4 separate regions of the Mus musculus genome follow, and regions 2, 3 and 4 are each linked to region 1. Evidence: chromatin contacts called from public Hi-C and HiChIP or PLAC-seq data. All regions are on one chromosome and are shown on one strand. Each heading gives the region's core, a stretch centred on a gene start, on an enhancer-like site or on the middle of the called end of the contact. The rest is flanking DNA. Distances are from core to core; before and after follow the strand shown.

Region 1 (2,700 bases), core at 31-2,530:
GGAAAAAGGGTTGCCTCTGTGTCTGTCTGTGCCCTGGGGCAAGCTCCTCGTGTAAGCAATATGCTTTCTAGAAGAGTCTCTAAAGACAGCACTCTCCCAAATGATAAATAGATTTGGCAAATATTTAGTATGCTCAATTTCTCCAAAATTCTGACCTGAGAACAATGTCTAGAAAACAATTTAAACACTTACAAATAGATGACTGGTTTCTGTTGCTGTTTTTGTGTTTGTCTGTTTTGGTTGTTTGGTTGATTAGTTTTGGGTTTTTTGGCTTTGTTATTTTATTATTTATTGATTGACTGGGTGGTGTTGTTGTTGTTGAGACAGGGTTTTTCTGTATAGCCCTGGCGGTCCTGGAACTTGCTCTGTAGACCAGGCTGGCCTCAAACTCAGAGAAATCCTCCTGCCTCTGCTGGAGTTTAAAGACCTGAGTGCTACCATGGGGGTGGAGGTGAGGGAGGGCTGGTATTTTTTAAGACAGGATCTCACATAGCCTTGAATTTGCTATGTCACAAAGGATGACCCCGACTCCCAGCCCTTCTTTCCCATCTCTAATGCTGGGGTGAGCAACTTTACCTACTAATGTTTACTGCAACCAGGAGCTGCCCTGCACATCACAACAAAGCCATGGAGACAGCCGGCCTGCCCCCATAGGGACAGCAAGGGTACGGAGAAACTACATGAGGTCTTTTACAGAAGAAAGCTTTAGCCCGAAGAGAATGTAAAAAAAAAGACCCGTTCTCGCCACTGTGTACTCACAAACTCTTCTTCTGTAACTTCTGGCGGCTCTGGAAGGAGACAAAACGTTACCTTTTCGTACTCAGATCTTCCTTTTAGACTAACTGAAATCATCTGCGACAGCCCCTGGCGCTACTGTATATACATATATCCCGGGTGAGCTCAGTAAAATGTTCATTATCCGCACATGGATTACATTTTAAGGTAGGATTCCAGGTGAAGGTGGGGAGGAAAGACCTTTGGACTTTGGCTTGGGACCCACTGTCACCCCAGAGCTAACCTAAGGCCCCCATTTGCAAAAGGAGAGCTTAGCGTGGTTAGCGCACAAGGTAATAGCGACTGCCCTGGGGGTTCGTATAAAAGGCAGGGAGCTGGGGCTGGGGACCCGGGCTTGGGCTGGAGGCTTGGGGCTGGGGTCGAGCGCGGTCCGGGTGCCCGAGCACTGCGGCAGGGCGCCGGGGCCCACCTACCCGCCGAGAGCCGCTTCTCCGGCATCCTGTCGGGGGAACCCAGCTGCCCGGCCCCGCTGTCTGGGGAGCGACTGCCGCCCCACGGCACGCGGCCTGGGGCTGCCCGCTGTTGCCATAGAGCTGGACAAAGCAGAGGCGCCTGGGCCAGGGGTGGCGGCTGGGGAGCGGCCGTTACTGTGGAGATCGCACGGCTCCTGGTGGGGAAGGGCTGTTGCGGGGGCGGGGGGAGCAGATCCTCCCACAGCGAAGGACCGCAGAGCCAGGCCTCAGTTTCCTTAGGTCAGACGCCTGTAGCAAAAGGTTTTTCATAAACGCTGACCACTAGGAATTACCCGAACTGGGGACCACAGATTACAGTTACCCTAAAATGTGTGTTCAGGAAAGGAGTTAGGAAAACAGAGCCCTGTGTACTGTGGCACACACCTGCAATCCTAACAGTTAACAAAAGAAGGCAGGAGAATAGAGTTACAGCTTGTTCTCAGTTACTAAGAGTTTAAAGCCAGCCTGAGCTACAGTAAAGCAAAACCACAAACAAACAAACAAAAAAGAATTTATTTAAATAGAAAAGATAAAAATTTAAACACAATTATTCTAAATACTAAAAATATTTATGTCCCAAAAATAATTTATGTCCCCCCCCCCAAATTTGTGTTTTAGTTGAGATAGGTTCTCATGTAGCCCAGGCTGGCCCTGAACTTCTGATCCTCCTGCCTCCACGTTGCTTGTACAGGTTTTGCAGGTCTTTGCCCCAACCCTGGCCAGAAAATGAAGCTCAAAGTCCCTGTCTGGGAATGGGTATGACTTGGGTGTGGAGTGATAGGGTGGGGTATAGCTCCTGTTAGACATTTGCATTGGAAATACTGCTTCCTAATTGTTTTATAAAACTTATCCCATTCTGTAGTTCTGAATTTCCTCAGTGGTACCAAATAAACCCCAAAGCTAACTGCTTGCCCCTTCCCAGCAGTACTTCCAATGCAAATGTCTAACAGGAGCTATACCCCACCCTATCACTCCACACCCAAATCATACCCATTCCCAGACAGGATCTTTGAGCTTCATCTTCTGACCGGGGTTGGGGCAAAGACCTGCAAAATCTGTACTAGGAAGGTGGAGGCAGGGGGATCAGAAGTTTAAGGCCAGCCTGGGCTACTTGAGAACCTATCTCAACTAAAACACAGATTTTGGGGGGGGACATAAATTATTTTTGGAACATAAATCTTATGACCGTTAAATGATACATCTTCCGAGTAACTCAAAGTTTCCCCCTAGAACTTTCCCTCCAAACCCCACATTCAGGTAAATACTGGATTCAGCCAGTTCTACCTTAACATATTTCTGCATTTGGGCTCTGCTCTCATTTTCCCAAGAGCACCCACACACAGCCTTAGCGCTAGCTCCCATCTGGTCTGCTGTAAAAGCTTCCTAACTTGTCAGTCTTCCAGGCTTAGCTCCCAGCTAGGAGTTCTCTTTAAATCCATTATCCATGCTGAAA
Region 2 (2,700 bases), core at 158-2,657, 260 kb before region 1:
GCAGCTTCTGTAGCCGTTGTCAGCACTGACCACCACCATCTCCTGGTCAGTCACCTCTCAAGACATGAGCAAAGTTCTTCCTACAGGACCCACTTTCTGCCCCTTCTCCAGCCTTTTGCTTCTCACTGAGTGTACTTAAGGTGATTGGCAGGCTTGCGCCTCCCTCTACCCTGTCTGCCAGGTGAGCTACGCACTGACCTGCTTCCACAGTTTTTATTGCACACATCTTTAGCTCAAGCACCTCACCATTTCCAGCTGCTCACTGGTTCCCAGCCTATGTGTCCCCTCTTTAAATATCATCAACTGTATATGATCAGAACAAAATTCATTTTTTTTCTTTAAAGACTCCTTACTTTCGCTGTCATACTAAACTGATGACTTCATCTGTAATGAACATCAGCATTATCTCCCAAAAGAATACATATTTCTGGTTAATGACATCCAAATTGATGAACCTTTTGTATATTATGTATCATCTTTTAGATTATCATCTGCGGAAGACAGATCATCTGTAGCTATTTGTCTCAGAGTATAGAACTGAAAGTTGTCCAGCATTACATTGGTCAAGATGGACAAGCTGTAGTTCGAGAACACTTTGATTGCCTCACAGCCAAACAGAAGTTGCCTTCGTACATATTAGAAAACAACGAACTGACAGAGCTGTGTGTGAAGGCTAAGGGAGACGAGGACTGGTCAAGAGATGTGTGTCTGGAACCCAAAGCCTCTGAGTATAGCACTGTCATCCAGGTATGAGAGTCCCTGATATCTGGAAAAGAGTGACTTTAAACACAGAAATGTTCTCATTGTGCATTTACTTTATGTAGCCCATACTTTGTAATAAAATCACAACTGGTTTATGCAGAAAGTGAAATCTAAGAAAGAAAACAAAACAACAACAACAAAAAAAAAAAAAAAAACTGGTCAGTGATTCCGGCAATGGCTCCCGTCTCTGGGCTTCCCAGAGGTGGGACTGGAATCTTGACCTCCCCACTTGAGCATCTTTGTGATGATTGATGGTTTTTAGTCTCTGTCTGAATCTTCACCACCTTCATCTTCGTCCATTTAAGAACTGGATCTCTTCATTCTTCCCCCATCTCACGTCACTATCCATGTGCAGACTTCTTCACCTTTGCAGAAAGGAGTCCCTTTTCATTTTAAGTCTGGTTTTACTTCCTTAGTATTCCTAGTGGCTTTTTCCTGTAACTGTAACTTCTTTCATCATCTAAACTGATACTCCGTATATTTTGCTTAATTATCAGGCTGTTTTGGATCTTACAGGGCCTTTCCTATCTCGTGTGCAGGTGCCTACTTCAAACAGTTCCATTATTTATGTGTGGTGCACAGTTTTGACTTTGGAACCCAACTCTCAAGTTCAGCAGCGAATGGTGAGTGCTTTCCCAATCCTGAGGCATGGTGTCCAACACTGACCTTTCCTGTTCTCAAATGAATAAGGTCACAGTGACCCAGGGAGGAGATTTATTACACGTATGTTTCAGCATCAAACAGCTGGAATACTGCAACAAAGCAAATATGAAAGTTGTTTCTGTCCTTTTATTTTTATAGATCGTGTTCAGCCCTCTCTTTATCATGAGAAGTCATCTTCCAGACCCCATTATTATACATTTGGAAAAAAGAAGTCTGGGTCTGAGTGAAACACAGATTATTCCAGGAAGAGGGCAGGAAAATCCACTGCAAAATGTCGAACCTGACCTTGTACATCACCTGACATTTCAAGCACGGTATGAGCAAAGCGGATTTTCCCAAGAAGTAAAGTAGCCTCAAGCTGTTCTGGTTACATGGTGCAGCCTTACTTACATTCTGACCTGAGAAAAATGTTAAGTAAGGCTCTACATAGAATCTGGCCGTTTTCATTAAGCTTATAAATAACCAAGTAGAATCATAAAATGTAATTTATTTTAGATTTTATTGACACCTTCCTGCAGAGAAGAGATGACTAGAGATCTCACCCAAGCATGGGTATGTGGGAAGAAGAGCCAGGACACAGGCCATCTAAAAATTGTGTCATAAATCTCCAACTCACTGAAGGGAGAGAGGGAGGGAAGGAGGAAGAAAGAGGAAAGAGGAGGGAGAATACCCCACAGAACAGTGTGAATCTAACTACATTTCTAGGTTTTGTTTTTTGGTTTTTTTTTTTTTTTTTTTTTTTTTTGGTAAATTATAAATTACTTAAGCGGGCTGGAGAGATGGCTCAGTGGTTTAGAGCACTGACTGCTCTTCCAGAGGTCCTGAGTTCAAATCCCAGCAATCACATGGTGACTCACAACCATCTGTAATGCGATCCGATGCCCTCTTCTGGTGTGTCTGAAGACAGCAACAGCAACAGTGTACTACTTATATATAATAAATAAATAAATCACTCTTAAAAATCTGTTACTGTTTTCTCTTTTCACTTCCTAGGGAAGAATATGACCCTTCCGATTGTGCGGTTCCCATATCAACAGCCCTCATTAAGCAAATAGCCACTAAGATACAGCCTGGAGGCACAGTTAATGAGATGCTTGATGAGTTCTATGGGCCAGAAAAGTCCCAGGAGCCCACTTGGCCTTACAGTAACAAAGATTCTGACAGGTGACATTCTTCATTCGTTTTCTATATGTACTTCTAAACATTAAGAAGCCTCCCAGAGCTCTGTCTCTAGCTGCATATGTAGCAGAGGATGGCCTAGTCAGCCATCAATGG
Region 3 (2,700 bases), core at 127-2,626, 310 kb before region 1:
CGGATGCAGCTCATGAAAGGTAAATGCTCCAGTAAGTAGTCCTACAGTCACTCACAGACTGCGTCAGGTGCTGAGTGTGCACAGTGGATTCAAGAAAGAGAATGCACATGATGCTGGGGGGGCCATGGTAGTGGAGTGGATTTAATCTAAGTAGATGTGTATTGTGAAACTCAAATTACAGAACAAAAAGGAACTGTAAATGGCAAATGACATATAAATTTTTTCTTCTTTAAATAATGAACGAGCATAGTTTTTATAGCCACTGACTGTGCATCTCTGAGCAAGTTCCCTGATACCAGCCACAATTAGCTTATCTGAAAAATGGAAATTTTCCTCACTAAGCTAATAATAAGAACCAGAAACGGCAAGGTACATAGAGGTGCCTTAGCACAGGTGGGACAACCTTGAGATCCCTTCCCAGATTCTACAGATTAGGAGAGAGCGGACTCTGACCTCCACTCTTCCACGCACACGTGCACTGAAAGCCGCTGTCGTCTTTACTGTGTTTTCCTTCTGTTGTGACCATCAGTTGTCTGGACATCCTTGGAGACTGGTGTGCTGGGAGAGGCGGGGAAGGTAACAAAACATCCATGAGCGAGCATCAGTACCTGAATCAGGAGTGGAAACATAAGTCCTTCATACTCACTAACCAGTCCTGTGTGTTCTTTAAGCTTCTCTGTTCGGTGGTAGGACAAAGGAACGGACAATGGAGGCAGAGGCATGTACTTGAGTTGTTAAGTCTCTTCCTTCTAGCAGCACAGGTGTACAGGCAAGACAGTCCCTTTGACTCCTTTGCCCCATTTGCCCCCTTTGCCCCCTTTGCCCCCTTTACCCCCTTTGCCCTCTTTGCCTAGGTGCTGTAGTGGGACTGAGTCCACAAAGGGGTAATTGCCTCACTTCAGCAGCCACTGCACCAAGAAGTAGAAGCCGTTCATCACGAGGACAGACAGGGAATTTGTAACTGCTAATAGTCTTGGCAGCACTAGTAAGTAATAAAAACAAATTAAGTGCCAGAATATTCTTTGTACCAAAAATATTTTTAAATGGCCAACACACATGCAAATCTTCCCAAATTAGCCATCAAGTGGAAACAAATTGTGAAATAACATTTTAACTGCATAAATAGATGTGCTTTTACCAACTGGCAGATATACAGCATAAAATATATTCATATGCAAAGGCCACATATGCTTAGAGTGCAGTTTATTATGTATGGCTGGCTAATTTTTTAGGTCCTGTCAAATAGTGAATAGGAAAACAAAATGTAATAAAAAAATATAATCTTGACAGTCATTTGAAATGTACCATGTGCTCCATGTGGAATGTCTTCCAGGGAAACCAATTTACTTGTTCCCACTTCCCATGACTCAGTACTAGATACTCAGGCTCTCTAAACTATTTTTTGGCAACCAACCTTTCTTGGAATAGTCATCTTTCTTTCAAGTTATTCACTACAGGCATTAGTAATAAATCCTTAGTTATAGATATATAACTAAAAATCATTCGCATGGTCTCTTTCAAATCTAAAAGCTCATACTAAAGTTATTTTAAATAGATCACACAAAACAGAGCCAACTCTTCCTTGGGAATAATTAATTGCTACCATATGAAGCTGTAAGAACAATGTGACCATGTTCAATTGTTAGTTTTGTTATGTCACTACTTATCTAGAAACTAGCTGGGGAATGTCAGCTTTAACTGAGAGACAAAGGAAGTGAGTGAGCCGAAAGTGGGGTTGTTTACAAATGGGCCCTTGCACACTCCTCTAAATGAAAGAACTGGTGCACGCGAGTGATGTAGAATAGCACAGCATAGAGCTTACGCTGTTATCTCCTTGCCAGCTAACTCTGTTCATTAACTAGGGGTGTAGGTAGTACAGGAGGGTGAGCCAGAGCCCCTCTCACACTAAGCAAGAGCTATACCCCAGCTGTCTGAAACCATTTGAAAACATTGCTCATGATATGCTATACGCAAGCCTCTAAGCAGCTTAACAGTTCCTTAAGAATATTAAGCCAAGAACATGGCATACAAAAAAGTCTGAAAGAAGTAGCTATGGATTTCTTTTAAAACCTCAGCCATTGACCCTATCTCTTGTACATCGAGACTTAGTTGCAACAGAGCCCTTGCTTTCCCTCCTCCATGGTCACTATCTAAACTGAGATTTATCCCTTCCTGTCTAAAGACTGATCTGTATCTATTCCTCTCTATCCTCCAGTCAGCTCCCTATTTTAGATTCCTAGCCAGTCTACATTCCTAACTCATCACTAAAGTCAGTTTATTATGACCCTGGAGTAAGTTGTGCATCAACACAGTTAACACCCCTTGCAGTCTCTGCAATATCCAGCTCCTCACTGTTTCTACTAGAGTGGCTTATTGTTGTTGTCACTTGAGTTTGTCCAGAGAAGAACTCATGATTGCCCGCCCCATCCCAGTGGATGCCATCAGCACTATGCAGTTGCTCAGGCCACCGTGGCATGGCGTCACCCTCGTATCTGAGCAGTCCAGACTGACTGTTAGGTCCCAGGAACATCCCCTGCTAACCCAGTCTCTAATATCTTGACCTTAAATCTCCTAATGGGTTGCCTTCCTGCCATACTTACCACTTAAATTCATTTTCTATATTATCTAGAATCTTTTAGAAATGTAAACTTTACTGCATCATTTCTATGTTCTCCAAATGGCATTAAGATAAAATTAAAT
Region 4 (2,700 bases), core at 99-2,598, 490 kb before region 1:
CATGTGTATGTATGTACCTGTGTTAGTAATTATACTGATATTACTGACTCAGATAAACCTTTGCCTTGTATTTCCTGTTTGCTCACTTGCCTAAACAGTCTATCTAATTGATGTACTAAATGGTTCTCACAGTATTTGTGAGCAAAAAGTGTATTTTCACTTCGAGTTTCACCTTGGTTCCGTCTAAGTGTTGTTTGCCTCTTTCACAGTTATCAAGGTTCTAAATCTATAGTTGTTTCACTTTCTGCTTTAGTTTTTATTTCATCATAGAGTGCTGTGTTTTAGACATATCATGCTTCTCCTGGGATGAGTGGTTCCTGATGAGGCTCACTTAAAACAGCTAAGGCAAAGAAGGAAGGTATTGATTTTCATGTTTAAAATGCTTTAAATGCAAACATTTCCTCATGTGGCCCAACAATTAAAAGCAGGTTAAATAAGCCAGAAAGGTAGGCTTTAAAGCTACCTTCCCAGCTATAAAGTAACTGAAGAAATCACTCAAGACATTTCCTTATGCAAGTTCACAGTTTCATTATTCTTGCTTGTATATGAATAAAATGTTGGTAAATCCACTACTTTCTATAATAAAATTTTAATCTAATTCATGAATGCTTGTCAGCAAGTCGTTTTATATTTGTATTTTACCTTGACTTCATAGAGTAGCCTACTGAGAGCATACTTGGCTGTAGCAGAGTTCTGTTCTTGGGTCTGGCTTTGTATGTAACGCAAGTATGTCATTTTTCTTCCATATGCACCTCATTTACTGCTGCGTGTCTATTGCAGTTGAGACTTCATATGGCAGGTAGTGTCTGCAGCCTAGAAAGACAGTTAGCAAGTCCACTAATTGTACTTGTGCGGTATAGTCTATTCTCCAGGCTTACTATTTATTGATTTAATTGATGCCTTCTGCTTAATCAGATGCTTTTCCCACATGGATCTATTAAGCTTGGCATATAATGCAAGATCTGTGAAATGTAAACACTGGTCATACTATGAGGACCTATAATCAAGCCAGACCGCCTGCATTTGAAAGTGGCCCAGCTGCATGAGATGGAGTTTTCTGTTTGATCTTTTTTGCAATGGGCCTTTTAAATTATTGTGTTTACTAAGATGTCCACATGCTAATATTTATTATGATAGTTCATCTCCATTTCTGCCATTTGCTACCCACCCTCCTCCCACCTCTCTCCTGTCATATTCGTCCTCCAACCCTTTCCGACAAGCTTTATTCTTGCTTTTTCATTTTCTCAATTCTAACTTTCTTTTTTTGGACTAATCAAAGTCAGACCATACCAAGTGTGCTGCTGAAACAGCTGGAAATAATCTCCTAGCTTTTGCATTCTTTGGGCAGCACGGTTGGGGAAGCATGAATTGTGCCTTCGTAGGATGTTCATAGGATGGCTTAACACCCAGCTCTCCTCTGTTCTGTTTGTGGCAGATCCTAAGGGCTCCTTGAGAAGCAGCAGGAGTATCTTTTCTTTCAAAACTTTGTGTTCATATTCTCACCACTACCTTTCTCAGTGCCCTTGGGAGTGCCACATGGGCAGGAGGCCGTACACCAGCCCTGAGCTTTAACTGACCTTACAGGTTTTAAAATACTTACAGTATGGAAAGTTGTATATTATGTTTCAATGTTTAATAATAGGTAAACAGTTCTTATAGTTGATTTATTGTTAAAAGTCATTGAATTTTGAAGGAGCTAGAGAAAGTACCCAAGGAGCTGAAGGGATCTGCAACTCTATAGGAGGAACAACAATATGAACTACATGTCTTGAGCTGTATATGAAGCAGAGGATGTCCTAGTCGGTCATCATTGGGAGGAGAGGCCCTTGGTCTTGAGAAGATCATATGCCCCAGTACAGGGGAATGCCAGGGCCAGGAAGCAGGAGTGGGTGGGATCAATTTTGTGGAATTAGATCATTATATGGTTTTATTGTTAAGTACATATACTTAATAAAAACAATATAGTTATATTAAAGTAAGTTGATTATTTTTTCATTGTGATTTTTAATTGTGGTAAACAGAAAACGGAAATAGACTTACAAAAGCATCAAATTTTTTTATTATTTTTTATTTTAAATGTAACTTTATTGTTCTTTTTCTCATTTATTGGTTTTTTTTTGTAAGATATCGGCATCCTATTTCCACGAATATCTCATTGTGCATCACAGATCCACATGTAATACTCATGTCACTTCCCTTTGTTACAGTGAATCAGGCAGCAAAGGAAGACACAATGGTTTTGAAGGTTGGCTCTATTGCCATGGCTCCTCAGGCTGATAATCCGCTTGGCAGATCTGTCCTCAGGAAAGATATTTACCAGTAAGTTGATTTTATTACGTTCCGTCTTGCAACAATTTTGTTCTGCAGAGAAGTACAATGATCAATAAAACTTGCATGGCCTCTAGAAATATTTTTTACTGGGGATCTTTTGATATTTCAAACTAGGCTTTTCTGATTTTCCTCAGTTGTGGGTTTTTAAATTCATTCAGACAAATCAAGTATTCCTGTGAAGTGTTGATGAGCAGCAGACTGTAAGTACCAAGTCCTCATGAACTGAAGAAACATAGCATGGAAAGTTTAGCAGCCTTCATATTTGACCAATTCTCTAATCACGTAAGAAATGAGGTCCTTTCTAGAACTACCACATCCTACTGGAGTCTTGTTGTATCAAAGTGAAACATTTTCTTAATTTAGGCATAA

What was found. A called contact is a pair of places that touch in the nucleus more often than the background predicts. HiChIP or PLAC-seq counts read pairs in DNA pulled down with a chosen protein or histone mark.
Region 2: a Hi-C map of uterus shows a contact between it and region 1, with 2.5 times the contacts expected there. The contact joins the enhancer-like site here to the promoter of Rgs22 in region 1. A contact is called at or near these places in 10 of 39 promoter capture datasets (the C10 cell line, frontonasal cranial neural crest, hematopoietic stem and progenitor cells and 6 more), 5 of 484 Hi-C or Micro-C datasets (cerebral cortex and uterus), 2 of 115 datasets of contacts at active chromatin or transcription factors (embryonic stem cells and fibro-adipogenic progenitors) and 1 of 9 other capture datasets (embryonic stem cells).
Region 3: a Hi-C map of uterus shows a contact between it and region 1, with 4 times the contacts expected there. The contact joins the enhancer-like site here to the promoter of Rgs22 in region 1. A contact is called at or near these places in 8 of 39 promoter capture datasets (cranial neural crest, embryonic stem cells, frontonasal cranial neural crest and 4 more), 7 of 484 Hi-C or Micro-C datasets (B cells, embryonic fibroblasts, peritoneal macrophages and 1 more), 1 of 115 datasets of contacts at active chromatin or transcription factors (large pre-B cells) and 1 of 9 other capture datasets (adipose tissue).
Region 4: an H3K4me3 HiChIP or PLAC-seq map of craniofacial prominence shows a contact between it and region 1, with 5 times the contacts expected there. The contact joins the enhancer-like site here to the promoter of Rgs22 in region 1. A contact is called at or near these places in 10 of 39 promoter capture datasets (the 3T3-L1 cell line, the C10 cell line, embryonic stem cells and 7 more), 1 of 15 datasets of contacts at CTCF or cohesin (large pre-B cells), 3 of 484 Hi-C or Micro-C datasets (CD4 T cells and embryonic stem cells), 2 of 115 datasets of contacts at active chromatin or transcription factors (craniofacial prominence and embryonic stem cells) and 1 of 9 other capture datasets (embryonic stem cells).

Annotation. Positions count from the first base shown.
Region 1 is chr15:36,139,120-36,141,819 of GRCm38.p6, forward strand. It overlaps Rgs22 (regulator of G-protein signalling 22), which reads right to left and starts at 1,281. Exons shown (of 28, transcript NM_001195748.1): 1 at 1,209-1,281; 2 at 760-788. The coding sequence starts at 1,233.
Region 2 is chr15:35,875,079-35,877,778 of GRCm38.p6, forward strand. Vps13b (vacuolar protein sorting 13B) reads left to right here. Exons shown (of 62, transcript NM_177151.4): 45 at 484-747; 46 at 1,302-1,385; 47 at 1,564-1,739; 48 at 2,419-2,589. All of the region lies in intron 2 of Gm41292 (a long non-coding RNA gene), which reads right to left. Among named protein-coding and RNA genes, the nearest start is that of Gm41292, 10 kb to the right of the region's middle. Within about 2 kb of position 1,408, at least 4 of the 459 cell types and tissues checked have an H3K27ac peak or open chromatin away from gene starts, as enhancers often do. A contact at or near this core is called in uterus, where this site is marked.
Region 3 is chr15:35,825,550-35,828,249 of GRCm38.p6, forward strand. The region is part of intron 39 of Vps13b (vacuolar protein sorting 13B); the gene reads left to right. Among named protein-coding and RNA genes, the nearest start is that of Gm41292, 60 kb to the right of the region's middle. Within about 2 kb of position 1,377, at least 21 of the 459 cell types and tissues checked have an H3K27ac peak or open chromatin away from gene starts, as enhancers often do. A contact at or near this core is called in adipose tissue and uterus, where this site is marked.
Region 4 is chr15:35,650,048-35,652,747 of GRCm38.p6, forward strand. Vps13b (vacuolar protein sorting 13B) reads left to right here. Exons shown (of 62, transcript NM_177151.4): 30 at 2,208-2,319. Among named protein-coding and RNA genes, the nearest start is that of Mir599, 9.5 kb to the right of the region's middle. Within about 2 kb of position 1,349, at least 14 of the 459 cell types and tissues checked have an H3K27ac peak or open chromatin away from gene starts, as enhancers often do. A contact at or near this core is called in craniofacial prominence, where this site is marked.